2 separate regions of the Arachis hypogaea genome follow, and region 1 is linked to region 2. The links are chromatin contacts, called in public Hi-C maps. All regions are on one chromosome and are shown on one strand. Each heading gives the region's core, a stretch centred on a gene start, on an enhancer-like site or on the middle of the called end of the contact. The rest is flanking DNA. Distances are from core to core; before and after follow the strand shown. Region 1 overlaps LOC112720020 (a long non-coding RNA gene). Region 2 holds the start of LOC112720018 (pentatricopeptide repeat-containing protein At4g20740).

Region 1 (6,543 bases), core at 3,971-6,470, 120 kb before region 2:
CCCAAACTAATGGGTCAGATTGTCTTTTACCCATTATTTAAAGTTGGTACCGATTTGAGGTGCGTTGGGCCACAGCAAGTTTGTCCAAATTGAAGAGACTTTTGGGTAATTTCTTAAGGCATTAATGATATCCTCAGCATGTTGCTCGCAAAGTTGGCAAGTATTTTCACTGCCAAGAGTTCGAGCTTTCTTTCATGGAGGTCCTGCCACATGAAGAATTTAGCTTTTTGCGGTCCCTTCCATCTCCAAATCTATATCCAGAGATTTACCTTGGGTTCTGACCATGTTGCTAAGGCTTTGTAAGTTACTCCTACTAAAAAGTTCCCATCTGTTGTGTGCTTCTACCCTAATTTGTCTTCTTTTAGGTCTTTTGCAGGGGCTGGTTGGGTCGGGATCTTTCAAACAGTTGTCTCATGTAAGCAACTATTGGGTTGATCTTTATCCCAATCTCCTATACCGTCTGTCCATTCTCATATTGTGCTCTGTGTCAATAATATTAACAATAGCTTTGTTTAGCAGGATCTCCTCTCTTTCTTGGTGCAGAATTTAAGAATGTCCACAACTGCACCGGCAAGTGTATCGGGTCGTCCAAGTAATACTTCAAGTGAGTGAGAGTCGATCCCACAAGGACTAAGGAACTAAATAACAATGGTCGACTAATTGGCTTAGTTAGGCGAATAGAAGAAGTTGGTTTAGTGGTTGAAATCGCATAAAACAATAAACAAAAGTTAAAAAAAAAAGCAAATAATGAGTTTAGTGTAAAAACAGTGAGAGAAAATAGTTAAGGTATCGAAGATGTTTACTCTTCCGCATTAAAATTTCTTACTAACTATTTTAACAATGTATGATTCATTTCATGGGAAACTGTAAATGACTAAACCCTAATGTCTTAGTAATTTAGTCTCCTCTAACCTTTATTAACCGCTATCATCATGGTCACTTAATTTCGATTAGAGGGTTAAGTTCAAAACTAGTTTATGGCCACAAAAATCCTAATTATCCAAAGCTAACAGGATTATATGTCACATATCCCAATTAGTTCATGTAATTACCAATTTAATTAGGAGGAATTTACTTTCAACCTATGTTCAGGTGAGAGACCTCTTCCAAAGGTCACAAGAACGCATATAGAATAAGGGTCATACTTTCGTTCCACCCAGATTCATAAAATTAAGTACAAAAATAATCCTTGAAACTGAATCAGTACATCAATTAAAATAGAAAAGTAATAATTTCAATCAATAGGAATAAACAGAGCTCCTCACCTTAACCAAAGAGGTTTAGTGGCTCATGACGTAAAAAAAAAAAAAAAACTAGGGTTATGAAAAGTATCTCAAAAACTAAAAGGGTTTGAATCCCCTAAAGGGATAATCTTTTTTCCTTTTATGTCTAACCTAATTTGATTTGAAAATAAAATAAAATATTCAATTCTAAAACTAAAAGATATTATTTTTAAATAAAAATTACAAATATAAAATAAAAGATAACTAAGCTAAGTTCAATTAGAGATGCTCCAAGAGTGGGCCTTCAATTCGGATCAAGCTTGCTGGTGCTAAATGCTAGTTGGGCGTTTAGCGCTCATAAGGGGGTAGAGCCATTCTGGTTGTGGCGTGTTGCTGGCGCTAAACGCCAAGCTGTTAACTTTTCTGTTTTTGCTCAAAACTTTGCCAAATTACTCCGAATTTTACCTAAAATCATAAAAATACTAAAACAACTCAAAGTAGCATCCAAAGAGGATTTTTGCACTAAAATAATATAAAATTTAATCATTTATATCTAAAAACAACTAGAAATTAAAGGGAAAAAAAGATACAAGATGCTCACGCATCACTTCTACCCAAGAATTTTTTTAGAAATTAGTTGACAACCCATCTCCAATTTAGTAGATAGTGAAATATTTAAAGGTTGGCCAGAGTTTCACCAGCTCCTTCTAGAGAGGTGAGTCAGTGTTCCTAACTATAGGCTGATTAAAGTTTCTGTTATTGGTGCAATATTTGTTGATGATGACTTCTGTCCATAGCGAGTTAGGATTTTCACGAATGTTCCAAATAATCTTTAGTAAAAAAGTATCATTCATAGTAGTACTCAAGTTTCTCATGCCCAAACTCCCCTCCATGCTTAGGAGTACATATGTATTTTTCAATTCACTTCCATATTGGGGTTGTCCTTTTTCCTTGTCTCCATGAGTAGGTTCTTGTGGTTGTTCCATAGTATTGTTCTCCCTCATTTCTCTCTAAATGGCGTAGTGTTTCTACTCATGATTAACCTTGTCGCAGGTAAAACAGATCTGATGAATTTTCTCATATTCGACTTTATATAGAGTACCGTTCACTTTATATCTTCCTAGAAGCGATTTTGTCAAGTCCACCTCGACGCATAGTCTAGCAAATTTATCCCTGCACAGTTGGGTTGTTATAATCTATTTTGCAGATCCTTCCAATTAGATCGCCTATCTTTCTCATAATTTTTTTGTTGTATAGTTCAATAGGTAATCCGGGCAGTCTGATCCAAGCAGTGATCTTGTCTGTGGTGGTGACAAAGGGTTTAAAGTTAGGTTCCCGTAGGCGGATAGCAAGGTAGTAGTCATATACCTTCCAAGGACCGTCTAAGAGGGCATGATTAAGATCATCTTCAGTGTGGTTTTAACGAGATAAAAATTGTTGCCAAGGTCTATGACATCAATACCTCCAACTCTTCCCCACATTGCCTCAAGTATTCTTTTCATGACCACATAACCAACTTTTCTTCCTATTAGCTTCACTATCAGGGAGTTCCACCATAGTTTTTATATGTCTTTTTTGTCTCTTTCATTAATGTCTATGTTGTATAGACCTTCTCCAAGATCTTCCACCACTATGTCTGATTTTTGTTAATTTTCTTGTAGTCCATTTGTTTCCTTATTTTTAGATTCTGGAATTTCTTTGTCTTCGCTCATACAGTCTTCTTCCGATTTTTGAGGTTCCATTGCCCTTTCTCTGCTGCCGCCCCTTACCATGTTTGCATAAGAGATGGCGGCGTTGCCTGTCTCTTCCTACATCCACTCTTCAACTCTAGGCATCAGAGAGGATGTTTCAGAAAAGCCTTCTTCGCCCTTTTTTTACTTTTTTCGTACTGCATCTTGGAGGTTCTTGTTCTTGATCAGTGGCATGGTAGTTGCCTGGAGCAGTCTCCGGCCTCCCTGTAATGGTCATATGGCCTGGGTGGGTGGTTTTTCAGCAAATGTATGGAGAGAAAAGTCTTTAACGGCTACTTTTTGGTATTAATTTAATGTAGACCTAGACTCTTGTAACATGAACAAATAATATTTTTATTTTTTTTGTCCCATTACTATTATCTAACACACAACTAAAAAATTAAAGTCCACCACCTTGTCCAAAGAAAAATAAAACATTAAAGTCCATGGACTATTCTACTTCCTTTCCACTAATAAAGCAGGAGAAAAACACTGCCACATAAGAATATTTTTTTTTTATCGAAAATAGAAAGACTCGAACCCGCGACCTTTTAGGTGAGTATGTGGAGAATATGCCATTTGAGTTATAACTCATTGGCCACGAAAATTGTTTTCTACATTATTTTCTTTAATTCATTTGTACTCGCATGTGTCATAGTGTCGCAATAAGTACTTCAATTTCTTAATTAATAATTTTATATACAAGTTTTAAACATAAAATAATATTTAGCAACTATTTTAGCTAATATTTTCTACATCTAAAAATGATTTTTTTTTTATTTTTAGAAATATTAGACAAAAATATTTACACCATTATTCAACAATAATAACCAAACACGTATAAAAACTTGTTTATCTCATTCATGACCGATTGAAGGATATAGCAATAAAACTAAAGATCTACTCTTGTATTTGGATATAGACTAGAATTCAGATGTGGATAACAAAGAGCAAAAATAAATATTGCCTACTCATCCCTAAATTCAATACATTCTACATAAATTGGCCTACAATTAAATGATAATTAAAAACTAATAAATACCCTGAACTAAGTCTAGACGATTAGCTACAAGGATTTCTTTTTCTTGGGTGAGACTATACACAGAAATTTGTAGGAATGATCTCAAAAAAAAAAAAAAAAAGTCCTTAAAATACCCTTTTAAAGATATAGGAATGAACATTTTAAATTTTTTAATATATTATTAAAGATATTTACTTTCAATCAAAAGAGTGTCAACAAATATATTAAACATACTACTCAATAAAACTCTACCTTAAAACAAGTTAGTAATGTATCTTTGAAATATATAGTACAATTGAACAAGCATTACCCGATGGCCATATCAATAGCCTAAATTCCTTAGAAATTGCTTTAATCATTTAAAGGTTGTTTATCTTTATTAGCCTTTTAAAGATGATTTTTTAAAATCCATAATAGTTACATATATTTGGTACAACAAAATAAAATGGCTTTAAATAATAAATGCAAGTTACACCAATAATATTTAATAAATTTGTTTTTTAAAATAAAAAATACTATAATACACATAAATAAAATGAGAAAAAGATTAGAAATAAATTTTTTTCAACCAACATTCAACTTTTACAACGATCAAATTTTTTTAAAAATTTAATCTTTCTCTCCCTACAATAACAACTAAAACAATTAACTTTTACTCATCATTCTCCATATTTTGTTAACTAACTAACTGTTAATTAAATAAAAAATAAAACTCAATTTCTTTTTTGTCATGAACTATGCCTAATTCAAGAGAATCACTATGAACATTTTTTTTTGTCATGAACTATGGTCAACTTGTTTTTTTTTTTTTATTTTGGTCATTGACTAAGTGACTATGGTCAACTTCAATAGTACTGACAATAAGTTATAATTCAAATAATATAATCTTCTTCTCTCCATCTAGAGGTCTCGGGTTCAAATCTCACTGATTGTAACCGATCGAAAAAATTTTCTAACTGTTGCTACAATGTGTGGTAAGTGTGTGAGGAGTATGTGAATGTGTTATGTGATATCTAGGATTGAAAGTTGTCTAATCTATCTGATCATAACAAAAAATAACTTCAATAGTGCTTAAACAATATTTTTGGACACTTAAACTCATATGAAAGTATCTCTACCAGCTTACATAATGATCAATTTTTTTGTCATGGCCTGCTAGTTACGGATGGGGCCAGAACTAAACTTAAACCCACCTTAGGACACCCAAAGCCCAACCCACATCCGCCCCAAGATCTGTTTTAAAAGAATATATGTTTACATAATGATCTGTTTTGTTGGGCCTGTTCTAAACTCATGGCCCATTGTCCCTTTCAAGTGTTTGCTGTTCTGATCTCACATTAAATAAATAAAATTATTTATTTAATGACCAAATAAATAAATAAATAAATAAAATTAACAAGAGAACTTAGTACAAATAAATAAATAAATAACAAGAGGAACAATATATCTTGAAGGGAAAAAGAAGAAAATACTTTAGGAAGGAGATTACGTGTAGCATTATTTTTTTTATATTCCAAAAAATATTTTTACAGATTTTTTAGATTATTCTCTTTATACTCACTTCTGGGGCTAATTTTTTTTTATATTGATTAAATATATGTGTAATACATTATTATTGAAAGATTAGGTGTTTTTTTTTATATGGTGTTTTATTCAAATCGGACGGTCCGATTTGTTTGAAGAAAAAAATAAACTACAAATCGGAGGGTCCGATTTGTTTGGAAAAAAAAATAAACTACAAATCGGATGGTCCGTTTTGTATTTTTTATTTTTTTTTTTATTTTTTAAAATAAAAATCGGACGGTCCGATTTCAACATTAAAAATTTTTTTATTTTCGAAATCACAAATCGAACCGTCCGATTTGTGATTGTTTGTTTAAAAAAAAAATAAAACAAACAAATCGGTGCATCAGATTTGTACATCCCATACCAATGTAAAACATACATATGCTCACAGCTTCTTGTTATACACTTCCCTCTCTCACACATAAAAAATAATAAGCGCAGGTTGACTGTTTGGATACATGTCCTAGATGTCATAATAACCAGAAAACCGCGTGGTTGATTGTCTGAGGGATTGTGAGAAAATTTGATATACTTTAATTTTACAGAATCATCGAATTAAATTTATATATTTAATTAACTTATTAAACAGTGAATTTAAAAATTTTAATTTTTTTTTGGCCGTATAAAAAATTAACAATATACAGTTGAATTAATGTTTAAGTAAAATTATTTTACACTTTCGGTGTATAATTTTAATATTTTGTGTCGTTCTTTTTTAACTTTTGGATCCCAATAATTTTCTATTAAAACAAGTAAAAGCAACCAACAAAAAGGAATTAAAAGCAAAATGCACTAACATTATTTTTCGGACAAATTAGGCTAAATAATTACAAAAGTAGGTGACATTATTCATGATATTACTTGAAAATAAGCCATTAAATGTGTACCCCTACAAAATAAACCAAAAAGAGCAATAACCTATTATCTACATACTATCTTACCATAAGGTAGTGTATGGTGGAGAGACAGAGACAGAGACAGAGACAGAAAGACTAAGATTGAG
Region 2 (6,653 bases), core at 2,277-4,776:
GGTAAGACTATATTTGAATTCCATAGGACCACTGTCTATGTTGGCAAGGCAATCACGGACAAGCATCATACCTGCATCAATCTCGCCAATTTTACAAAGCCCCTTGGCAAGGAAACTGTAAGCAGCAACAGAAGGAATACAAGACATCTCAATGATCTTATTGTGATACTCACATGCCTCCTGAATTTTACCAAGATCAACATGGCATAGAATTGTTATACTGTATGTAAATGAGTCAGGTTTCAAGTTTGAGGCATTCATTTCGTCAAAGAGTAATAGAGCCTTCTTTATCTCACCAACCTTGTGTAGAGAATCCATAAGAATATTGTACATTTCGACACTAATATAACCTTTTGCCTTCAAGTGTGTAAAAGCCTCTAATGCTACTAATGGTCCCTCCTTCACCAGAAGGGATAAGAATTTGGCAAGATCATCAATAACTGGAAAACCTAACTTCTCCATCTGCTTGAGAAGCTTGAAGAGTTCTTCCATTTTTTTTGCTTTAGCATAACACAGCAACAATGGTTTCACTGATAAAAAATTTGGCTCAAGGCCCTCCTTAATAGTAACTTGGAAAAGCTTGTAAGCCTTCTCAATCTTATTCACATTGCACAAGCCTTCAATAAGGGAATTATAAATTTCTAAATCCGCCCTATATCCTGAGTTAACCAAATCCTTCAACAAATCGAAAGCCACACCAATCTTCTTTTCCGCCACAAACGACTCTATAAGTGACCCATATATAGCTCTATCTATCAAATGACCCTTACTCTTCATCTCCTTGAAGAACTCATAACCCTCTTCAACCCTCCCTCCTTTCGACAACCCTATAATTATAGTAGCATAAGCCATCACATCAGCCTGAACCTTATCCTTCTTCATTTCTTCCCAAACCCTCAAACAACCATCCAAATTTCCCTCCGGAACCAGCATCCGAACCAAAGCGGTATAAGCAAACACGTCCGGCTTGCACAAATTCACTCTCATTCTCTCCAAAACCTCCAGCATTTCGTCGATTCGCCCGGCCTTACACAGCCCCTTAATCAAAATCATGAAAGTAACAGCCTCTTCCACCAATCCATCCTCCCTAAAATCGTCATAAACCGAGAGCGCAAGATCCAAATGATCCGTCTTTACCAACGCATCCATAACCCTATTATACAAAAATACCCTAGGCTTAACGCCAAACTTCTTCATCTTCTCATACACATAGTAAACCCTAAGTCCCCTATTGGCATCAGAATGCATTCTAATCAAAATCTCAAACTGCTTCTCACTGGGGGGTTTCCCCTGCGAGTCCATAAGTTCGGGCAGCTGGTCAGCTGCCCGGAACCGATTGCTACGGTTCAAGCAATAAGCAAAAGCATTATAGGATGCAAAATTATGGTGGAAGCCTTTCTGCTTACCAGCCCAATGGAAGAATTTGGAGGCGAGGGTAGGGTTTGTTTGGAGCTTGAGAACCTCAGCAACGAGGGTGGGTGGGACCCTACGGAGTTTGTTGAGCTCGGAAACCACGGAGGGGCCCCAGGTGTGGCGGTTCTTGCGGAATGCGTCGATGATGAATCGGGCGATGGGAGAGAGGCGAGGGGAGGAGGAGAATGAGAATGAAGGAGACGGGGAAGGAGGTGGTGAGGGGTTTTGGGGGAGGAAATGAGGGTCCCACTTGTGAATGTCGAAGGGAATGGAGGGTTTCGAGGGGGGTTTCTGGGGTTTGAGGGTTTGGCGGTTCGAGAAGAGACCGCCGCGGACGGTTGGGCGGTTCTGGGAGGGCGTGCGGTGGCCGTAGAAGAAGTATGGCTTGTTTGCTTTGGGGGGTGGTGATGCTGGCGGGGGCATTTCTTAATTGGACTGCGTGCCGTGGTGGTGGTTGTGACTCCGGGGCCGGCAGTGAAAGGAAGAGGAGTGTGACTGTGTGAGAGCGAAGATGGAGCAGAGAAAAAAACTGCGTCAGTTTTACGAAATTTATGTGTGCCTGCAAATTAATATTCTTGACATTAATTTTTGAAGTTTGATTTCAGTTTTTATCTTGTTGTGCAGCAAATTTCTCGATATAGGAGATTTATACAGTAGATATAGGAGTATAGGCCTATGGGCTATGGCAGTATATTTTTACTTCTTATTGGAAATGGGTTTTGAGATGACACAACACAGCACAAACATCCTAGTGAGAGTTAACTGAATGAACCATAGTTGTTAGAGCCGAAGAGGTGATAGAACCAATCAAGCTATTGGGTCATTGAATTACTGACCAGTGAGTCATTGATTTAATTAGTTAATCCAGTTCCACATAAATAAAAAATATAAAATAATAAAAAATTTAAAATTAAAATTTAAAATATACATTTTTATTAGCATTTAAAAAAAATTAAGTCTCAAATTCTGATGGTGTATTTGATAAAGCCATCCTAAAACAATATATATACAACAGCAATAATATAGAACAATATATTACACTCTAAAACAAAAAATTGAATAATCTACCTAAGAATCAACAAGTTATAATCAATCAAATATAATCAACAACAATCAAGAATCAACCGATTTAGTTAATCAACATCATTAATCAATTACTCAGTTAATCAACTTATAACCAATTACTCAGTTAATCAACTTATAACTAAAGTTCTACCGAAATAACCATTTTATAATAAAATTTTATAAATAAAATATAAATAAATACACTAAAACATAATTATAATCTAGTATAAACTTTAAAATATCATTTAAATTTAAAGTATTATAACAACTAAAGTCTTATGATGCTATTAAAAATTTAAAATACAAACTCAAAAATCAAATAACATAAGGGAATATCCAAATATAAAATGTCAACATAAAAATTTCTCATCAATCATCAAAATTCGCAAAAATTTACTGCAGATTCACTGCATTAAGATCATCTTCACCTTTATTTCCACCATGTTACACAGAAGAATCAAAAGATACACAAATGAATATTTTTTGGTTGACCCTATCATCCATAACTGAAAGAAAAATTCATTGAATTAACTAACTAATTCAATTTATGCTTTTCTTTATTGAATTAACTTCAAAACTGACCAATTTACGTTAGCACAACAATGAACAACTTTAACAAAAATTGACAAGATTTAACAAAGATTAATAAAGTTTTTAACATAATTTTAAGTTTTTAACAAGTCAAGTACAAAAATTAACAAAGTTTCCCAATTTTAACAAACTTAGCACAATGATTAAGAACAGAAAAAAGCACAGAATGTCTGAACGAGCACAAAATTGATCATCAATAAAATTTAACAACAAAGGAAAAAAAAATCAAGATTGAGCAGTGAATCAGTAACAGAGTTATCAAATTATCATCAAGCATTAAGACAGTAACAGTGAGCAGAGGCTTGAGGGAGAGCGACGGACGACGGGAAGCTGGCGACAAACACTGGCGAGCTGGTGACGGACGACGGCGAGCTGGCGACGAACACTGACGACGCACACGACGGATGGACGACGGGCAAGAACTGCGGAGCAGGACCTGGAGATGCTCGCGTTGGCGAACTAAGGGAGGGTCTTCGAGAACGACGAACCAAGAGGATTAGCGAACGACCACGGTGAGACAGGAGGGCGGCGCGATGAGGCTAAGGTTATCAAGGAAGGGTTGTGCGATCGAAGACCTTTGGAACTTGGAAGAGCTGCGTGAGGGAGAGGGGAGAGACTGGGTTTCAGTCTTTCAGAACGGCAGAACCCTTTTCCTTTTTTAAATTAAATATCAAAAGTCAAAACGGCATCATTTTAGATAAACCGGCCAGGTTCCGGTTCAGTTCACCGACCGAGAACCGACCAATTCAACGGTTTTTGCACAGTTTCTCATTGGCGGTTTTTTTAGAGGATCGAGCCGATAATGCCATTGGTTCACGGTCAAACTGGCCCGACCAGCCGGTCATATCCGGTCTTCAGAACCATACTTATAACTCAATAACTACCATACTTATAACTCACTAACTAAAATACTGAATAACTTACAAAAAAAAATTAAACATACCTGATGCAATTTGCACTCAGCAGTGGGTAGAGAAGAGGGAGATCGGAAACCAAGCATGGCGACGAAGAGACGCACAGCAGGCGACGAGTCAATGAAGGAGATGTACAGGGGCCGACGGGACGAGACAGTACCCGACAACATTGCAGCAATCGGCCGGTGGTGTGAGCCTCTCTAAGTCGCTGTGTGAGATTGAGAGGACTAGGTCTTAAACTCTCAGGTGGGATCGGGGCTTCGTTAGCCGTTTTAGAGTTTCCTTTTTTTAAGAGAGAAACGATGTTTTATGTTAGGGGGCAAAAAAATGAGCTCTGAATCGATCGATTCGGGTTTTTTAAAACTCGTCGATTCACCTTTTTTGGTTAAGACCAGCCAGTTCGAACTGAGTCTCACCGGTTCATTTTCATGTGCGGTCAAATAGCTCACCCGAACCAACGTTGTGACAAATTCGCCAGTTTTTCAGTTTGACTGGACGAATCGATATGATTTTGACAACTATGGAATGAACTCATGATTTGATAATAAAAAATGAGCCTAATTTTTTGTCAGATGAATTGAATTAGGTACTTGTGATTTAAATTGTGAAGGCTTACAAGAGAATGCAAAACATAGACAATGGTAATTACCTTTTCGAATATCTCAGGATAACAATCACAGATATTACAAAACCTTCATTGACAAATTTCAACTTGAGAAAAGAATCATTTAATGAGGTGATAAATTCTGACCTATGTACCCCCCCCCCCCCCCCAAAAAAAAAAAAAAAAAACAAGCAAGGCGATTTAGCTTTTATTGTTGATGAGAAAAGAATAAGTTTACTGTCGTAACTAAGCTTCCAAAATTTAGAATAAAACCAGAGATAAAATCATGTTTTCTTTCTTTGCTTGCATTGCTCTCTAGGAAAACAAATAATCTGAATATCTTATCACAGCTGTTGCTTGTCAGCTGAAAATTCTTCCCAATTCCCAAGCAATTTCATATATAATGAAATAACCTGCAAGAGAACAAGGAACCAAAAAGTACGGGCATGAGTTGCATTTAAGAAAAATTAAAGGCATGTAAAAATAAGGGCTTCCAACCTTTATCTATGGAGTGGAGAACATAAAACTAATTAATCTACTGTCTCACATCAAGCTAAACCAAAATCACCAATCATGAGTGGATCATTGAAGAAATTTCTAAAAAATCGGATTCCCTGTGTCATGAAATTTAAATAACACAGAAATGTTACTGCAAATTCAGAAAGAAAATGTAAACAAATTATACAAGGTCCTAAAGGCCAAAACCACTACCTGCAATGCAAAAGTAATATCGGCCTTGTCAACTTTTAGTGTTACCCTTTTCAATTTATCCTCTCGTGATGGTCCTAGTTTAATGAGCCCCTGCAGTTATAATATGTTTCATCATTTTACTTATTGCCACTTTGCTTCATTGGAATATTCATACTCAACGGCAGCAAGCTACATCTAGAAATCCATAATCAACTAGTTTAATGAGGCCCTGCAGTAATAATATGTTTCATCATTTTACTTATTGCCACTTTGCTTCATCGGAATATTCATAATCAACGGCAGAAAGCTACATCTAGAAATCCATAATCAACTTCTGTACTGCTTTGTTTCAGATACCTGGTCATTAAGCACTCTGCACATGTTTGAGAATTCCAAGATTCCTGCTGGGAGAATCAGTGATGATTTGCATAACTCAGAGTAAGATTTATATAGCTGCAAGATTATTAGAACCTTAAGAATCAATATATATTTAAAAAAAAAAGAGGAATCATTTAATTTTTGCAAATTCAAAAGCTGTAAAGAGCACCTCTCCAAGGATTGTATCTTTCTTAGATCCACAGAAATGTTTCATGGATGAGCAAAGTATAATCTGCAAAAGGTACAAATTCAGGGGTCAAAGGTTATAAACAGTAGCTTATTTGGTATTAAAAGAATGCTTGTGCAATTAGGATTGGTTACTACTCTGTAAAAAAAGAACAAAAAACTTGATTACATGTTCAATACCTAATGATCCTTGTTAAATAAATCTTCAACGACCACCTACCCTCTTAATATATGAAATTGCTACAGGTGTGTTTCTTTACCCACCCTTCAATGACTTTCAACTTTCTATGACAGCTCAAATGTAGTCAATGCGAATTTTCTGTAAATCCCTGTCCAATTCTAGTTTACACCGCAATTAACTTTATAGTAGAGACTATATTACAGAATTTTGTGAATCCATTATAATTAAGTGTCCAAATAAACATTTCTTTCATTTTCCCCGCTCACTTGATAGTACTCTTAAAAAATAGTTACATTGAAAGTAGAGATCACTTAGCCTAGCTTATATACTTAACAAGAGGTGTTCCATTTCAGTAATTGTGTTAACTGTTAACTCAACAATTCACGAGCATATTCAGGTTAAGGCTACCTGTTGATGATGTGGCAAAGATTGTATAGAATCCACCACTGGTGATCTATATGTGTTTGACAAAGCACGAGCCATATGATCAATGGATCTTAGGCCTTTGTATTAACAATTCTAGTAAGATTGAATAAAATTAAATTAAATAAAATTCCTTATAAATAAATCTAATGTATAGCAATTTTGCACATCATTTAAGTCCTAATATAATCAAATTAATACATTGTAT

The links. A called contact is a pair of places that touch in the nucleus more often than the background predicts.
Region 1: a contact with region 2 is called in a Hi-C map of leaf, with 7 times the contacts expected there. The contact joins the enhancer-like site here to the promoter of LOC112720018 in region 2. A contact is called at or near these places in 4 of 8 Hi-C or Micro-C datasets (leaf and an unstated tissue).

The regions. Positions count from the first base shown.
Region 1 is chr11:5,583,103-5,589,645 of arahy.Tifrunner.gnm2.J5K5, reverse strand. It overlaps LOC112720020 (a long non-coding RNA gene), which reads left to right. Exons shown (of 4, transcript XR_011867199.1): 2 at 44-299; 3 at 366-415; 4 at 520-921. Among protein-coding and RNA genes, the nearest start is that of LOC112720020, 3.6 kb to the left of the region's middle. Within about 2 kb of position 5,220, at least 3 of the 3 cell types and tissues checked have open chromatin away from gene starts, as enhancers often do.
Region 2 is chr11:5,466,285-5,472,937 of arahy.Tifrunner.gnm2.J5K5, reverse strand. It overlaps LOC112720018 (pentatricopeptide repeat-containing protein At4g20740), which reads right to left and starts at 3,526. Exons shown (of 4, transcript XM_025770811.3): 1 at 3,391-3,526; 2 at 1-1,972. The coding sequence starts at 1,836. It also overlaps the pseudogene LOC112720867.